2 separate regions of the Sus scrofa genome follow, and region 1 is linked to region 2. The links are chromatin contacts, called in public HiChIP or PLAC-seq maps. All regions are on one chromosome and are shown on one strand. Each heading gives the region's core, a stretch centred on a gene start, on an enhancer-like site or on the middle of the called end of the contact. The rest is flanking DNA. Distances are from core to core; before and after follow the strand shown.

Region 1 (6,176 bases), core at 586-3,085, 39 kb after region 2:
TTCCATTCCCTGCTTTATCATTAGGGTCTCTGATTCCCATTGTCCAAAATGGCTGCCATGGATTCAGCTATCACACCCCCATCTCAGGCAGCAGGACAGAGAAAGAGAGAGGAAAGGATGCTGTCCCCCCTTCCCTCTCTTTTAAGGCTACTTCAAGAAAGTCTTCTGCCTCTACCATTTTCAGTGACTCAGGGAAAGTTATTTACTATGTGAGAACCACAGATACTTCATTTGTAAAGTGGGCACGGTCATACTTAGCTCAGGAGGATGAGGCTTAGAGAGAATGGCACAGAGTGCTGGGCACTGGGTCTGGTCCACAGCGAGTGCTCTCTAGATGGTGGCTGCTGCCAGAGGACACCTCGACTCCATCCCCTTTCCCTTCTTTCCCCACCCATCTCTACATGGCCTCCACCTGCCCCTCACCGCCCCGCCTTTGCTCAGGCACCCTTTGTCCTCTCTTCCTACCCTGCCTTCTCCCAACATCCCCTCTTCTCTGCCCCGCATTTTCCTGCTTCCCCTCCTGCTGCCATCCCTCATCACCTTCATCCTCTTGCTTTTCCACCTTGTCCTACCTCTTCCTTGTGTTGCTTCTATCTTCCTGATGTCCATAATTAATGGAAAGTTATCATTATATGACAAGGACCAGAGGTTAGAGGTGGTGACTGGCCTTTGAACTGCAAGTCAGCAATGAGTCATTTAAGAAAACCAAGTTTAGGAGTTCCCATTGTGGCACAGCGAAAACAAATCCAACTAGGAACCATTAGGTTGCGGGTTCAGTCCCTGGCACCGCTCAGTGGGTTAAGGATCCGGCATTGCCGTGAGATGTGGTGTGGGTTGCAGACTCAGCTCGGATCTGGCATTGCTGTGGCTGTGGTATAGGCCAGTAGCTGTAGCTCCGAATGGACCCGTAACCTGGGAACCTCCATATGCTGCAGGTACAGCCCTAAAAAGCAAAGAAAAAAAGAAAACCAAGTTTAACTGGTTTATTCATGAATTCATTAGGAAGTACATTTGGCAGCTAGTAAGCAGAGACCAGAAATAGCAGTGGCTTAAACCACTAGAAGTTTATTCCCTGTTAGGTCTTTAAAAGAAATCTGGGGGAGACAGTCTAGGTATAGTCCCTCTGCTTTCCATTCTGAGTGCATGGCTTCCAGCCCCAGGGTTGCGTCATGGTCCAAGATGACTGCTGGAACTCCAGCCATCGTGTCAGGTTTCCAGGAAGAAGTTGAGGGAGAGTAAAAAAGACATGAGCTAGCTGTCTGTCTCCCTCTCAAGGGGCTTTGCTGGGAGTCCCACCTACTGGCTCCTGCTTCCCCTCCCTGGCCTCCATCAGCTGCGAGGGAAGCCGAAATGCCTTTTAGCTGACACACTGCCACCTGAAATAAAATTGGGATTCTGTAACTAAGGGGAAAGAGGAAAGTAGATATTGCATAAACAGTTGGCAAGATCTGCCACTACTCACTGAGCATTAATTTAGCACCTACTGTCTGCTAGTTATTAGGACCAGCCAAGGAGTCCTCATTCCAGAGGGGAGACTTAGTTAAGTGAACAAGTACCGTGCAGAGTGAGGATAAGAGGGGTAAAATGGAGGAAGCACACCTCACCCACAGCCCGTGGGCACCAGGGCTACCCCTGGGGCTTTTCGTACCAGGCTCTTCTCTGTTGTTCAGGTCTTCTGTGCCCTCCCCTCTGCTCTCGCCCTTTTGACGTCATCATCATCATCATCATCCTTGTCCTTGGGGCACTTTGTGTTCCTTTGTTCTGACCCCAGCGCAGCCCCCAGAGCCTGAAGAAGTGGCAGCGGTTGGCCGCTCCGTGGGAGCCTCTGGGCTGGGAGCCACCTGTTTGAAGAGCCAGGTTCCAGACCGGCAGGCAGCTGGAGGCCAATGGCAGGAGTGCATCCTGTTCCTGGACGTGCCTTGGCGCTGCCAGCAGGTGCTACTCCAGGGATGGGGTCGTCATTGGGCGGCCCCTGGCATCAGCTACACTGTGCTGTCCCTGGCAGCTTGTCATAAAATGAAACTTAGAGCAGTAAATCCTTCTCCCTTAAAATAGGTCCTGTAAAACAGGTTTGAGTGACTTATGGACAGTGATTAATCAGGAATCTCAGGATGCCATAGCTAATTGTATATAAAGAAAATACAGGAGTTCCCGTCGTGGCGCAGTGGTTAACGAATCCGACTAGGAACCATGAGGTTGCGGGTTCGGTCCCTGCCCTTGCTCAGTGGGTTAAGGATCCGGCGTTGCCGTGAGCTGTGGTGTAGGTTGCAGACGCGGCTCGGATCCAGCGTTGCTGTGGCTCTGGTGTAGGCCGGTGGCTACAGCTCCGATTGGACCCCTAGCCTGGGAACCTCCATATGCCGCGGGAGCGGCCCAAGAAATAGCAACAACAACAACAACAACAAAAAGACAAAAGACAAAAAAAAAAAACAAAAAAAAGAAAATACAGGAGTTCTCTAGTGGGGCAGCAGGTTAAGAATCCAGTATGGTCACTGCTATAGCTCAGGTCGCTGCCATATGGCACAGGTTCGATCCCTGACCCAGGAACTTCTGCCTGCCAAGCGTGTGGCAAAGAAAGAAAGAAAGAAAGAAAGAAGGGAGGGAGGGAGGGAGGGAAGGAAGGAAGGAAGGAAGGAAGGAAGGAAGAAAGAAAGAAAGAAAATATAGCTCCTATTTACTATAAAATTTCCTTAAATGTTTAATTACCGTTTAGTTCTTGGAACTAAAAGGGAATTTTAGGGATAACTTATAGGGCCCACAGTGTCTGCTTTCGATTTCAGGAACACCTCTTACCCTCTTTCCTCTTCACCTCTCACTCAGTTCCCTGAGGGAAGTTTGCTGCCAAATTTTTTTTTTTTCCTTTTGTCTTTTTAGGCCTATATCCATGGCCTGTGGAGGTTCCCAGGCTAGGGATGGAATCGGAGCAGTAGCTGCTGGCTCACGCCACAGCAACACGGGATCCGGGCCGTATCTGCGACCTACACCACAGCTCACGGCAGTGCCGGATCCTTAACCCACTGAGCAAGGCCAGGGATCGACCGAAGCTGCATCCTCGTGGATGCTAGTTGGGTTCATTAACCACTGAGCCACAAAAATCTTGAGGAACTCCCCCAAGATTTTTTTTTTAAGGCATAACCCTTCCTTAAATATTTACTCTTTGAGGGCAGACTGGAGGATTACAGGGTTGTTGGTTCTGACGCAGTACACTCCCTAGAGCTTGGACTATGACCGTGAATAAGTTACCTAACCCTCCTGTCCTTGGTTTCCTCCTCTATCAAATTGTAGTCCTGATCATCAGGGGGATTAGGAGGCACGTGGTACATGTCAGTTATTCAGGCTGCTTTACCACGGAGGTTGGGGCCAGAAGGCGGGAGGCCTTGGCTGCCACATCCAAGGAACGGAATTTTATGCTTTCGGCACAGAGAGCTGCAGAGATTTGCAGGCAGGGCTGTGAGAGATCATGTCTGGGCTTAGAATGTCACCAGCAGGAGTAGGGAGGCTGGCCTGGAGCAAGGGAGTATCCGGAGGCAGGTCTAGTGAGGGGCCGGCAGGGCCTGAGCCAGGACAGCAGCGGCCACAGGGGAAGTGCACAGTGGATGGTGAAAAGCCGGTCGTGAGGAAAGACCGGTGGTGCTGGCTTTTCAGCCTGTGCGACTCAGGGTGGTGTCCCACTGGCAAGGAGCCTTGGAGGAGTTGCAGGTGGAAGGTGACAGGAGCGGAAAGAGGCACACGGTGATCAGCTCTGCAAACACGAACTGAGCACGTGCCACCTGCCAGGCACTCTGCCGGCCACAAGGGTCAGGGATGCCTGAGGCCTGGCACAAAGATCACCGATTGCGTCTTGGATGTATCATGAGCCCTGGGGGAAGGCCTCTGTGGGGTGCTGAGACAGTCAGTAGGAGAGAAGTCCAGGCCAGAGATGGAAGATGCAGTGAGAATGTGAAAGCACCCGTGGGTGGTTTGGGCGGTGAACAGGGAAGCCGGCCACAGGCAGACGCTGGGAGGAGTGTACAGGAGAGGCTTCAGGGCGGGGGAAGTAAGAGGGAGCAGCAGAGTGTGGAGCCCTGGAGGAGGGGGCTTCCCCAAGGTGGGGGCAGTGCCCCCGCGCTGTGTGTGACAGAGGCAGGACCAGAGTGGCAAAGGGCCTCTTAGAGATGGGTGGACACGAGAAGGTGGGAAGCCGCTGAGAGTCGAAGGCAGCTTCTCACTGGCCGCCGTCTAGTACTTTGTGTCTGTATCATACCTGACAGCTTGCCAGGCACGTTCATTGTCATGTCCTCTCACCAGCCCGTCAGGCAGGGGCTATGGCCTCATTTCGTGGCTGAGACGCTGAAGCTAAGCCCAGGGAGGGCTGGCTTCCTAGAGGAGGGGCTTCCTCAAAGATACCGTGGGCCTGGGCAGGTGAGCAAGGGGACGGGCCGGAAGGACATAGCCAAGGCCTGGGGCTGTGTGTGGGAGCAGGTGCCTTTGACCCAGGGGAAAGGTGAGGAAGAAGGCGGGGGAGCAAGGCAGAGCCTGGGGCAAGAAGGGCCGTGACCAGAAGTTTGGGCCTGTTGTAGGGTAGCAAGGAGCTTTTGAGGTTTCATAAACAGGGAAGTACTTGTGACCATATTTGTGATCTAGAAAGATGAGTCTGGGTACAGACTGGGGAGGGGAACAGAGTGGCAGCAGGGGCCCCTTAGAGACTGTTGGAGTAGTTTAGCTGAGAAATGAGAGGGCGTCAGGGAGGTGTTTGCCACTGGGATGATGGTAGTTGGTCCATTTGCTACTTGGATTATTTGGATCTTGGGGGGACAGTGGGGGATGAGGGCATAGCTGCAAGGAATCTAGCTTCAGAGTTCCTGCTGTGACACAACAGGATCAGTGGTGTCCCTGGAGCGCTGGGACGCAGGTTCAATCCCCAGCCCGGCACAGTGGGTTAAAGGATCCTGGGAGTTCCCTTCATGGCGCAGTGGTTAACGAATCCGACTAGGAACCATGAGGTTGTGGTGGGTTCGATCCCTGCCCTTGCTCAGTGGGTTAACCATCCAGCGTTGCCGTGAGCTGTGGTGTAGGTCGCAGACACGGCTAGGATCCCGTGTTGCTGTGGCTCTGGCGTAGGCCAGTGGCTACAGCTCCGATTCGACCCCTAGCCTGGGAACCTCCATATGCCGAGGGAGCAGCCCAAGAAATGGCAAAAAGACAAAAAAAAAAAAAAAAGGATCCTGCATTGCGGCCACTGTGGCACAGGTCACAACTGTGCCTCAGATCTGATCCCTGGCCCAGGAACTCCATTCACCACAAAGCAGCCAAAAGAGAAAGGGGAAAAAAGGAGTCCAGCTTCAAGACTGAGACCCCAGGAATTCCCACTGTGGCTCAGCAGAAACGAACCTGACTAGTATCCATGAGGTCTCAGGTTCGATCCCTGGCCTAGATTAGTGGGTTAAGGATCCGGCATTGCTGTGAGCTGTGGTGTAGGTCACAGACATGGCAGCTTGGATCTATCGTTGCTGTGGCTGTGGCGTAGGCTGGCAACTGCAGCTTGCATTTGACCCCTAGCCTGGGAACTTGCAGATGCTATGGGTATGGCCCTAAAAAGCAAAAAAAAAAAAGATTGAGACCCCAACCCAGTGACCACCCCAGCATTAAGCAGAAGGGCGATAGTGGAATCTGCCTCGTTCTCAACATGACTGCTGGAGTTTGTTGAGTGACACTGAAGGTCCCGTGACTCCTCAGGGTCAAGGGTGAGACTTCAGAATGGGCTGCCCTGGAAATGAGAGATTCAGGCTGCTGCAGTCTTCCTCCCCCATGTGCAGCACATGCTTGTTTCTGCCCCCAGGAAACCCTGCCTTGTGCTGTGTGGAGCTCCTAACGGGAAGACTAGCAGCCGCCTGGAGACCCTAGTCCCGCCTCCTCCCAAACTTGGGTTTGCGTATATGTCAGGAGGCGGGAGAAGTCCGCCTGTGGCCTGGACCTCCGCTCCCCTTTGGCCCTATGCTCCCAGCTTTTGGCTGCCAAACAGAAGGTGAAATTTCATCAGTTGCTGCTCATTGCAGGGCCCCAGGGGTGGCTCTGGGTGAGCTTATTGGCTGTTTTCATCTCCAGATTTCACTTGGCCTGAAATTCTGCCTCCAGGCCTCATGTGGTGTCTGCCTGGCTTCTGGGGGTCATCAGGCTACCCTCTTTTTACCCTTAAG
Region 2 (6,074 bases), core at 597-3,096:
CGACTCCTTGCCTGGGAATTTCCATTAGCCATGGGTACAGCCCTAAAAAAAAAAAAAAAAAAAAAAAAATCCAGTGTTGTCATAGCTGCATGTAGGTTGCAGCTGTGGCTTGGATCTAATCCCTGACCTGGGAACTCCATATGCCTCAGGGCAGCCAAAGAGGAAAAAAAAAAAAAAAAAAAGATAAATGGTTAGAATGCCTCTTCCTGAATGGGAAGCTGGAAGAATTTGGGTTTTTTTTCTCCAGAGAGGATGGGATAGAGGAGAGAAGGATGGGGCAGGGAGAAGAGGTAATAATTTGGGAAAAGGCCAGGCCCTAAGGGGTAAAGAGCCAGTCATAAAACCTCAAAGGAGGGTACAGAAAGAACTTTAAAAGAATGTCAGGAGTGTGAGTTTAAACTGTTTGCAGGAGTTCCCTTCATGGCTCAGCGGTTAACAAGCCCGACTAGGATCCAAGAGGATGCAGGTTCAATCCCTGGCCTTGTTCAGTGGGTTAAGGATCCAGCATTGCTGTGGCGCAGGCCAGCAGCTGTAGCTCTGATTTGACCCCTCACCTAAGAACTTCCATATGCCGCAGGTGTGGCCCTAAAAAACAAAAAACAAACAAATAAAAATAAACTTTGCAGTGCATCATATGACTATGCCCCAGGGCTGGGGGCATCCTAAACTCTCTACCCATGAATGTTTTGTGTGGGAAGAGGTGTGGGCAGTTCTCGGGAAGGGCTAAGTTTCATTTGGACATTTCTGAACCGTGTGACTGCAACAGCCTGGCAGAAGCTGGAGCCCCGGAGACAGAGAGATTTAGAATTGAAAGCTGCCAGAAATTTGCAGAAATCTTAGGGAAGGCTTTGGCTTCTACAAACCATTACTTCAATATCAAAGGCAAGGAGGTTAACATCTGAATGACAAAAGTAGTGTACATTCATTTCAAAAAGTAGAGAAGAAAAAAAAGAAGCAGGCATTCCTTTGCGGAGCGGTGGGTTAGGGATCCGGTGTTGTCACTGCAGCAGCCTGGGTCACTTGCTGTGGATTGGGTTCCATCCCTGGCCGGGTTGCATGCTGCAGGTGCAACCAAAAAAACCCTTCCCCAAAACCAAACCAAAACAAAAGACCATCGTTAAGAAGCAAGAATAGCGAGTCTCCCTTGTGGCTAAGTGGAAACGAACACGACTAGTATCCAGGAGGATGTGAATTCGATCCCGGCATCTCCGATTTGATCCACAGCCTGGGAACTTCGCATGCTGTACCTGCCACCCCACCCCGCCAAATCGAGGACATAATTTTCTACAACAGTATGGAGGATGTTCCCCATTTAGGCGAGCAAGCATATTAAATAAATAGGAAGACAGGTAAGAAGTCCAGAACCATACATTTCTAGTTGCAGAAGCCTCATGAGGGAGCGAAGCCCTTTTGTGAAAATTATAGGCAGCACAGTTTCCTCCAGGAGAATCTGGATACCCAATTTGGATATCCAGGTTCTAGCCTCAGCATTGCTTCTCACTGCAAGTCACGTAGCTTCTCTGGGATTGTTTCTTCACTGGAAGGATGAGGAGATGGTACGAGATAATCTCTAAATTCCCTTCCAGCTTTAAATTCCCTTTTGTGATATTTGCCACACCTGTTTTACTAGCCTTGGAGCTTCCTCCCCGGCTCCTCCCCCAGCAGCCGCGCCACTGGCTCGCACCAGAGGGCGCTCTAAGCGGACCCAGGGCAGCGTGCGGTGGGCGGAGTGGTGATTCAGGGGAGTCTCCAGAAGCTCGGTAATTGGCCGCGGTCCGGACGGAAGGGGGCGTGGGGAAAGGGGAGGGGACGAGCTGCGCGATGACGTCGACTGGCGGGGGCGGGGCTGGACCGCGCAGCGTGTGACGCCACGGCCGCCGCGGAGCTGGGATTAATGGGAAAAGTTTTGGCAGGGGCCGGAGGACCCTGCGGAGCCTGCCGGACGGTGGCGGTGGCGCGGGGGGCAGCCAAGTCAGGTCAGTCTGGATCCGGGGAAGTGGATAGGCAAGCAGCGGAGGGAAGCAGCAGGCCTGAGCTGAGGCGGGCAACGGGGCTGGAGCGCAAGGCCCGGCGGGCTGTGGGGTAGGGGAGCCGCAGGGGTCCTTGGACCCAGCTACAGCTGCTTCCTGTTGCCTCCGGCCCCCCGCCGGTCCACGGTCGTTAGTTGCTCTGCAGGCGCCCCGCTCTGCTGACCCGGTGCCCCCAGGCTTTGGACGCCCATCCCTGTTTAAGCCTGAACCGCGGGCCTCCCCCCAGTCCTCCCCCCCGCACCCCGCACTCTGTGTCCCCTCTTTGGGCCTCTTACTCCGTCTCCTCCCACTTCTGTGTTCTGAGAGCTGGGTCTCAGGTTGGAGGTCCTCTCCCACTCCCCACCCTTGCCTCCAGGCTCTTCCTTCATCCCTTACCTGGTACCCAAATCAGTCGCCCTCTCTACCCAGGGTGTCCTCGGAGATCATCTCTGACCCCTCGTTATCCTGCCTTTGTCGTCCCATCCTTGCTCTCTCAGTCTGCTCTCTTTTCCCATCCTTATCCTTTCCTTACCTGGTGTTAAGCTCCCCGTCGTCTTCTTCGCGGTATTAGGCTTTTTCAGCCGGTGTCTGCAATCCCAGTCAACCTACGCCCCTCCTACCCAGGTTGCCCCCAGAGGCCCTGTTTTTGCTTCATTCTCTGATTTCCTTCCAGTTAGCCCTGTCCCCTGCATTCCTGACACCCGTCTCCCTTCCCTCCCAGTTCTTTGCCTCTGCTTCTGGGAGAAGCATTAGTTCCAAATACAACTTTGCTTTCCTTTGACCTGCAGTTGAGAGAGTCATGGTTTGGGGGCGGGGGTGTTCAGCCCGCGATTGAAGTAAGAGACTGAATGTCAGCGGTAAATAGCAGGTATGTCTGTGTGGGAGAATTTACTGGGGCGTTGCATCAAGGATCATGTCCAATTTGTAGACCATTCTTCTAATCTCAGCTCTAGTACTTCCCCTTTATGGGTCTGTTGACTTCCAGGAACCCTTGAGGAGAGACTGGCCGCTGAATTGGACCTGTGCCAGGGGTAGCTGGAGGCCTTATCCAACCCTTTTCCCCTTCCAGGAAGCAGGGCTTTGTGGCTTTACACTCTGGATGTACTGTATACATTTAAGTCATGATACCCCAGCCTGTCTCTGCCCTCACTCCCACCCTCCACCCTGTACCCCATCCCAAGAGCTAAAAGAAGTCTCCAGAAGCTATGCCCCAGAGAATGCCTGTGGTCTTCAACCTTTTTCCTCTGTACTGGCTCCAGAACATTTTTTTTTTTTTTTTTTCCTGTTTGAGTTTTGAAATAGATTGCCAGCCTGATGGCCCTGGGGCTGGCAGCTATTTGTCCCTTTTATTGTTGGTGGTTCAGACTACCTGCTGACTTTTCCTTCTTGCCCATCTCTTACCCACTGAATGTGTCGGGGCTTCTAATGTCAGTCCCTGAGCAGGTGCTCTTGAAGGTTCTCCTCCCTCCGTTTTTCCTTGGGAGCTTGATAGCCTGTCACTCCAAGCAGGAGACTGCCACTAAAGTTGTGTTCCCTTTGCCCAGGCGTAGCATAGGGTGTCAGGTCAATATCTGTCTGGGCAGGTTGTGGGGCTGCATTAGTTGGACATGTCAGGAATTTGAGTTGCCTCCAGTCACAGAGATGGTCCTCTCTGGGGCTAGAAAAACCCACCACCTTCGTGGTGCATCTGGATGTTTAACCTTCTTGGGGGGCCGAAAGCTTGAACTCCTTTATTTGATGTTGGTCCCCTGGAGAGATCTTCAGGAAATAACGTGTGCTCTGTTTCTGCCCAGTCCTGATCTTGGAGGATTCGGAAAGCATGACCCACTCTCACGTTTGCAAGTGAAGGCCGGTTGTTTCCCCGGCTCTGGGTTTCTAGGTCTCCTCTTTTGAGGATCATGCTCTGTGTCTTTGAGCCAGAACTGGACTCAGAATTGGCAGCCTTCAGGAGCTGTGGTCGAGAGCCAACTGAACTGGCCAGGCCAGACTTGAAAGTTTTGGAATCCTCTTGTGTGCAGACCCTTTTCTGTGAAAGGAAGGGGCTCGTGGATGGCTGAGCCAGCCCCCTCTGCACTGACCCTTGGGGTCCTCTGCTCAGCAGCACTTGGGGGGGGGGATTTGGGCAGAATGGACCAAAAGGGTTCCCCCGTTCCAATGGAAAACATCCCTCTGGGGCTTTAATGAGTCATTCTGATGAAGTCGGGCTTGTGTGTTTGGTGGTAATGTTGTCCAGCCTTTGGCTCCTTGGGACTTTACTTACCTGACTCTTTTGGGCAGTTTGCTGCTCTGTCTGGGACCCCTGGGTAGAGCCCTCCCCCGAGGTGGCAGGTGAGAAGGGCTTGAGAGGCAGTCAGGCCTGGTCCTTGGGGAGCAGCTTGGGCACCAGCAGCCCTGGCTGGATAGCTTCTTGCAGTTTGTCCACCTGGTCGTCACCTGTGTGGGTCGTCATCATTATCGATTACCATTCGGTGACCTGTGCAGAGCTGGCTGGGGTCAGCCTGCCTCTCTTTTTCAAAGGTGTGAACAGACAGACCCCCGACCTAACCTTGTAGGTGGTGTAGCCCGTCACCTCCTTAGTTTAATGAACTGCTCTTTTGTTTGGCTGCCTTTCTCCTTGCCTCTCCACCACTGCTTTCCTCCTCCTTTGCTGTGAGATAGATCACCCCATGGGGGAAGAATTGCCCTCACTCAGCCTGCCAGCCCTACCTGTGGTTCCTCAGACCCCGTCCCCCAGGGCCTGGGGCGAGGACGGCCCCTGTTGGATGCTGGCCTGGGAAGCTAGTAAGCCTCTTTGGATAGAATGCAGCTGTCCTGGCTGTTGTGCAAGCTGTCCTCAGGGCCTGCGACTCCTGGCACGTCCTGGGGTGGGGCGGCCTCTCAGGAGGGGCTGGACCTGTTGCTTGGAAACGCTTCAACTCCGTTCTGTCACCAAGGCTCACCTCCTAGCTGTGACCTGCGGGCTGGGAAGCTAAACTCTGGGGCCCTCTTTCTGTGCCTTTGGGTCCCGAGAAAGGAGCCCCTGGAGCAGTGGCATGCTGCCCTGTCAGGAGAGCTGCACTTGCTTGGGCCTGGCAGGGAGGAAGCGGCCTCTGGCATCAGGTTTCGGATATGTGGATCTTCTTCCTGGCATGTGATTCTTGGCCTTCTGAGCTCAGAGGCTGGTGACTGGGGTGTGACTTCAGTTCTGTCTCCACCGGGCTTTGGTCAAGGAATCAAGCATGAATCAGGGCGTCTCCATTTATGAGCTGCCACGCCTGGGGCTTGTTGGGCCCCAGCTTCTTCCTCACCTCGCCAGCTCCTTCCGCCCCACCCCAGTAGGATCAGCAAAGGCAGTGTCTGCTTACTTGGAAGTGAGCAGACTACTTCCAGGATTGAGAAAAATCTGCTGACTCAGGCTCAGAATCACAGCATCTTGGGGGGCGGGGGGTGAGGGACAGAGGAGGAACCAGCTGCCTTAGGAGCCCTCTTGGAACCCTCATGTTTAATGACAGCATATCAGAGCTGCTTTTCTGACCCCTAGCACCTCTCAGCTAAAGCTGTTGGGTTTCTTTCTATCCTGCAGCGTCGCGTGGTGTTTTGGGTATGCACGTGGTACTCACACAGTGGCTGCTGTTCACCGACAGATGAGGACAGATGCACCAAAGAGGTAATCCTGCCCAGGGCCTCTGACAACTGGCAGACCCATCCCAGGTTTAGGATTCTTGCCTAGAAGATAAAATAATTTCACTAGGGCTGAGTCCCAGATCCCAGGGGCCTATCTTAGCACTTGTACTCAACACTCGCACAGAGTGGGCACTTCTTAAATAATTATTGAGTGTCTGTGGCCTACGTGATTTGGGGGAGTGGCGCTGAGATTTTCACCTTTACTGGTTTTTACTGAAACAAACTCCTCAAGGGTGGGGACTTATTTTGTTTCCTGTCGTGTTGTTTCCCGTTGTGTATAGGGCAGTACCTGGCACAGAGGAGATGCTCAATAAATACTTGTTGAGTAAATACATGTACAGACTTCCTTCTCCGCCTGTGTGAGTGCCAGGCCACAAAGATGGTGTCCATCATCTCATTTAT

The links. HiChIP or PLAC-seq counts read pairs in DNA pulled down with a chosen protein or histone mark.
Region 1: an H3K27ac HiChIP or PLAC-seq map of skeletal muscle shows a contact between it and region 2. The contact joins the enhancer-like site here to the promoter of PPARD in region 2. A contact is called at or near these places in 5 of 5 promoter capture datasets (fetal liver, fetal skeletal muscle, liver and 1 more), 12 of 47 Hi-C or Micro-C datasets (alveolar macrophages, embryonic fibroblasts, epiblast stem cells and 5 more) and 2 of 2 datasets of contacts at active chromatin or transcription factors (alveolar macrophages and skeletal muscle).

The regions. Positions count from the first base shown.
Region 1 is chr7:31,259,391-31,265,566 of Sscrofa11.1, forward strand. The region is part of intron 2 of PPARD (peroxisome proliferator activated receptor delta); the gene reads left to right. Among named protein-coding and RNA genes, the nearest start is that of PPARD, 40 kb to the left of the region's middle. Within about 2 kb of position 1,836, at least 18 of the 83 cell types and tissues checked have an H3K27ac peak or open chromatin away from gene starts, as enhancers often do. A contact at or near this core is called in alveolar macrophages, fetal liver, liver and 1 more, where this site is marked.
Region 2 is chr7:31,220,696-31,226,769 of Sscrofa11.1, forward strand. PPARD (peroxisome proliferator activated receptor delta) reads left to right here and starts at 1,847. Exons shown (of 8, transcript NM_214152.2): 1 at 1,847-1,976; 2 at 5,572-5,655.